Linked DNA regions of Rattus norvegicus: region 2 is linked to region 1. A link is a contact called in public Hi-C data. All regions are on one chromosome and are shown on one strand. Each heading gives the region's core, a stretch centred on a gene start, on an enhancer-like site or on the middle of the called end of the contact. The rest is flanking DNA. Distances are from core to core; before and after follow the strand shown.

Region 1 (2,700 bases), core at 196-2,695:
TTTGCATTTTTAACGGGCTTAAAGCCTCTAGACAGAGCACGTCTTGCCCCAGTAGGTTTAGAGCAGGCCTTTTTTTTTTCCTCCAGGAAAAGAGGCGTGGTGGGTGCCTGGTGTTTGGGAAGCAGCCACCCATGGCCGACCTCTTGAGCCCACCCAACCATGGCTCTCTGCCTGGGTCGCAGCAGCACTAGGGCAATTCTCGAGGGTGGCCGAGGTGCCATTCACAGGAACGGTCCAGACCAAAACACCAAAACTGCTCCCCTCTTGGTAGGCAGGAAAGGGTCTTCAAAAACCTACTGAGTATTCCCACCACACCAGGATAGCATTTAAAAAGTCATATGGGTGTGTAATTACACAGCTACCAAAGGGGGGGGGCATCGGAAAGGCACTTGGAAAAGCTGCCTGTCCAGCTCTAACCAGCCACCTTTCCAAGAAACCCGAGGCATACTGCCTCTGGATACAATAAGACAAGCCTTCTCTCTCTGCTTGGCTTTCTCCACCGCCATCCACGTTGGCTCCCCCCTTCCTACCCACATACACACACGCGCGCGCACACACACAACCACACCAGAAATCTCAAAGACGACCCAATCTCGACAATAAATACGTGAGCCACCCAAACACTGCTGTGGCCCCAAATGCAAATGCAACCTGGAGGGGCGTTGGGGGGGGTGTGCATCTAACTAGTCACGTTCAGCCAATTTCCAAACCACGCCATTTTAGGCGATTTATCACTCTTCCTCCGGTCTACTCAAGAATTCGCCAGGATCCTTAGGAACCACTCCTTTGGTTCTTATGAAAAATTGACAATTTAGGCTATCGTTACCCATTCAACTTTCAGACTAGGATCTGGCCACGCTCCCCTCCCCGGAATGCATCTCGGGCGCGACCAGAGGGAAGGCGAGGCGTCCAGATTAGAGAAAGACACCCAAGAAATGCCCAGAACCACAGGTAGAATTTACCTGCCCATTTGCTTTGGAAGGCGACGAGGCCACAGCCGCCTCCCCGGGCCTCTCAGCGGCGGCTTCTCCCTTCGCTGCGGTCTTGGAGAACTGTGCACCCATGCTGGCTTCTTCAACAAAGAAACTCAACAGATCCAAGAGAGGAAACAAAGAGCCTTGGGTTGGTGTAACGACGGGGCGAGCAGCAGCAGCGGCGGCAGCAGCAACAGCGGCGGCGGCACACACACCGGAGGGAGGGGGTGGGGGTGACGAGGAGGACAGAAGAGACCCGATTAAATACACTCCGGATAAAAAATTTTTAGTCGAAGAGATCAAAAAGCAGCAGCGCAGGAAGGAGGGAAAAAGGTGGAAAAGTCGAGCACAAAAAAGGAGCCCAAGTGTAGTTTTTTAAAAAAAGAAGTAATAAAAAAAAATCCCAGATTTGTAGCCGCACTGTAGACAAGAGGAAAATGGAGAAATCTCCCTGGTTGCTAATAAGATGCGGGGTCCAACGCCCAAGTGCACAGATGAATGGGCTCGCGGGCGCTGACGCGGCCCCCGCGCGCGCTGGCCAATCCGCGCGCCGCACACAAAGCAGGAGGCGGGGCCTGCGCTCCGGGCGAACAATGGAGCCGCGCTTTGCAAACGGTTTGAAAAATCAGCCTCAGACCGAGAATTAATGTCCTCCAAATAAATAAATCAATTAAAAATTACGTGCTTCTCGTCTCCCTCGGCCAGAAAATAATAATGCATTTCTTGATTGGCTTGCTTTGTTTGGAATTAATTAACACGGGAGGGGGTACTTATGGATGGGGGCGGAGAAAGCCTTAACTTGACTCGCATTGACTCTTGCTGGTCTATATCCGCGTCTGTCTCTAGCCACTCTCTCCCCTCCCCCATCTTCTCTGTGTGTTTACGTGTATAAGTGTGTACGCGAGTGTTAAAGACAATGGATAGGATTTGTGTGCTAGCAGCTTTTTTTTTCCCTCCGCGTTTCATAAGGGTTTCACAGTGCGCAAGGATTTTGGGGGTTTTGTTTGTTTTTTTCTTTCTTTAAACTGCTGCAATTGGTAAATCGTCCCACACTGAAAGGTATTTAAACCACGAAGATCGAATTTCACCTAGCGAGATCTCCAGTTGGAATTAGGTCTGTAGGCCAGATGTGGGAAATGCAAAAGCAGCAAACAGCCTAAGCCATGCTTCTTCCTTTCTCCCAGAGGCGTGAAATAAAATATTTTAAAAATGTTCCTTGGAGCGCTTCAAATCGCGTCTCTCCGGCTATTCCAATTAGCGATCACTTTTCTAAAAAACACAGTGAGGACCATTTGCAGAAGATCGAAACTCGCTAGCATGTTACCGCTGTATGAAACGACATAATTAATTTCCCTCTGTGGTAAAACGAGACGGAGCCTTGAGTGTACGAATCCATATTTACAGTTGGGAGACAGCTACTCTCGTCGACATGAGTTGTTTTCCCAGCTTGCTGCCAACAGCGGAGGGACTCTCATTTTGAACTTGTCCGTGCACAGCATCAAGTGTGCTCCAGGAAGAGAGGCAGCAGCGAGGAAAGTCTACTGAGTCCTAGTCTCAGAAGAAATCGCCTGCACTGTTGAGAGACAGCAAGAAAATCCCTGGAGACTCCACGTCTAACCCAGGCTAAGGCTCTACAGCGGTGTGTAGGATATCTCTCTCGTTCACTACAACCCTTACCACCAGACGCTTTTAGTGTGTGAGAGAGCAGGCGTTGATTTAATGTATC
Region 2 (2,700 bases), core at 182-2,681, 1.1 Mb after region 1:
CTGGAAAGAACCCAGATGCCCTTCAACAGAGGAATGGATACAGAAAATGTGGTACATCTACACAATGGAATATTACTCAGCTATCAAAAACAACGACTTTATGAAATTCATAGGCAAATGGCTGGAACTGGAAAATATCATCCTGAGTGAGCTAACCCAAACACAGAAAGACATACATGGTATGCACTCACTGATAAGTGGCTATTAGCCCAAATGCTTGAATTACCCTAAATGCCTAGAACAAATGAAACTCAAGACAGATGATCAAAATGTGAATGGTTCACTCCTTCTTTAAAAGGGGAACAAGAATACCCTTGGCAGGGAAGAGAGAGGCAAAGATTAAAACAGAGACTGAAGGAACACCCATTCAGAGTCTGCCCCACATGTGGCCCATGCATATACAGCCATCCAATTAGACAAGATGGATGAAGCAAAGAAGTGCAGACCAACAGGAGCCGGATGTAGATCGCTCCTGAGAGACACAGTCAGAATACAGCAAATACAGAGGCGAATGCCAACAGCAAACCACTGAACTGAGAATAGGACCCCCGTTGAAGGAATCAGAGAAAGAACTGGAAGATCTTGAAGGGGCTCGAGACCCCATATGTACAACAATGCCAAGCAACCAGAGCTTCCAGGGACTAAGTCACTACCTAAAGACTATACATGGACTGACCCTGGACTGACCTCATAGGTAGCAATGAATATCCTAGTAAGAGCACCAGTGGAAGGGGAAGCCCTGGGTCCTGCTAAGACTGAACCCCCAGTGAACTAGACTGTTGGGGGGAGGGGGACAATGGGGGGAGGGTGGGGAGGGGAACACCGATAAGAAAGGGGAGGGGGGAGGGGGATGTTTGCCCGGAAACTGGGAAAGGGAATAACACTCGAAATGTATATAAGAAATACTCAAGTTAATAATAAAAAAAATATGTAAAGAAATAAAATAAGCTCTCAAAGATTGCACTGCTTTATATGATTAAAGAAAACAAGTAGTTTATAATTGGAAAATTTAACTCATGAACACTTACAACTTGTAATTTTAAAGAGTCATGCAGTATGGGATGAGCTAAACAGAAATACTGTCCTCGATAGGCAATAATAACACATTGATTTTCCCATGCACATACAAATCAAATGTAGATCACTCTTTAAGTATGTTCTTTGTTGGAAGTCCTTAATGTTTAATGTCTTTGTGCAAAATAATGTTAAAGAAAACAAATGCGATATTGAGAAAAATGCCTGTGAATGAAGTTATTCTGAGTAATAACTCTTGTCTCTGTAGGATTCCGGATCCCAGGATTTCATGATGAAGAGGTCCTTTAAAACACTTCTGCCTTTTCAAGAAGGTTGAATTCTTAGACATGACCCAAAATGCTCCACATACCTGCAAACTGAGAACAGGACTCATCATCCAGCAGGAATGCACAGAAACAAGGCGCAGGGAAAGAAAACACATGGCATTTCACATCGCACATCATGAAGCTGACTCGCTTTTTGTATTCCAAAAAATTCCAGACTTTTAAAAATCAAAAGGTCTGAAACAACATTAGAACTCCCAAGGGGGTTTCAAACTTCTCTCTATTCTGTCGTATGACTTAGTTCAAAAAGAGAAAATGGATGATTATGTGGTTAATCCTTGAGTCAAATTTCGCTTCGATCCAGCCCCAATTTTGTACACGGAAAGAAAAAGAAAAGAAAAATGACAGGCACTTTCATTTAGCAGATATGATTGACCATTAAAAACTCAAGAAAGGAATTATACATTATTTATATTATAATAGGAAAATTGTCACAAATATATGCAAGCCCTCTCTCTTCAGGCTATGATGAATTTTTCTAATGAAGTGTTCAAATGCATTTGAAGACACAACACTACAGTCATAACCTTGAAACATGAGTTTGGGCTCTTGTATGCTGGATTCTCAGTCACTGGCTTTGGGTTCTACATTACAGAAGGCTGAGCTTATAAGAGATGTCAAGTTCAGAAGGTTGATTATCAGAACCTGCCTTCGGCATATCACCTTTCAAGACCAAGGAGGGAATACCAGCCTATTCTGTTGTCTGCCCTCCTCAAAGGGCAGTTTACAAAGTTTAACTGAATCTGGCAGTAGATTTACCATAGGAAAATAAGAGACTCTCTTGAAGAATTATTTGTTTTACCCCTTAAAGAAATTCTAGAAAACTTACTTATCCCAGAAAGTTTCTGGGAAATGGTTTCTTCTATTGAATGATAAGAAATTATGTTGATTCCTTTCTTTATTCCTTCACATAAGTTAGATGAAATAGAAGTGCAAAGAGTAACTCAAATTTTGTGTAGTTTCTTAGGTATCTGGATATTTTTAAAGTAACATTTTTTTTCTTTTCATTATTACTCAGTTCACACTTAATGCATATGTTCTTTTCTGATAGACTATAAAGAAAAAAATCTTTCTTCATGAAGATCAAGAATTAAATAGAATATACCACCACTTACTGTTTCTCCAATTCTTCCCCAATGGTTCAACTAAAAATAATCCTCTCCTTGAAATTCATTTATTTTCAGAACACTTTCATATTGTCCTCTGTTTCTCAGAAACCATGGAAATTTAAAGTTACTAGGGTCATCACCCCTATCCCCAAAGTCTTGTTGTAATTGTAGAACTCATTCAAAAGTTGCCAAAACATTTAATTAAATATATTCATAGTACAGATTCAGGGTGG

What was found. Hi-C and Micro-C count contacts between places; a contact is called where the count stands out from the background.
Region 2: a contact with region 1 is called in a Hi-C map of Schwann cells, with 6 times the contacts expected there. The contact joins the enhancer-like site here to the promoter of Marcks in region 1. A contact is called at or near these places in 5 of 12 Hi-C or Micro-C datasets (the A7r5 cell line, Schwann cells, frontal cortex and 2 more) and 1 of 1 datasets of contacts at active chromatin or transcription factors (oligodendrocytes).

The regions. Positions count from the first base shown.
Region 1 is chr20:42,244,437-42,247,136 of GRCr8, forward strand. It overlaps Marcks (myristoylated alanine rich protein kinase C substrate), which reads right to left and starts at 1,446. Exons shown (of 2, transcript NM_001271090.3): 1 at 963-1,446. The coding sequence starts at 1,064.
Region 2 is chr20:43,350,295-43,352,994 of GRCr8, forward strand. No RefSeq gene overlaps it. Among named protein-coding and RNA genes, the nearest start is that of Rfpl4b, 460 kb to the right of the region's middle. Within about 2 kb of position 1,432, at least 3 of the 93 cell types and tissues checked have an H3K27ac peak or open chromatin away from gene starts, as enhancers often do. A contact at or near this core is called in the A7r5 cell line and Schwann cells, where this site is marked.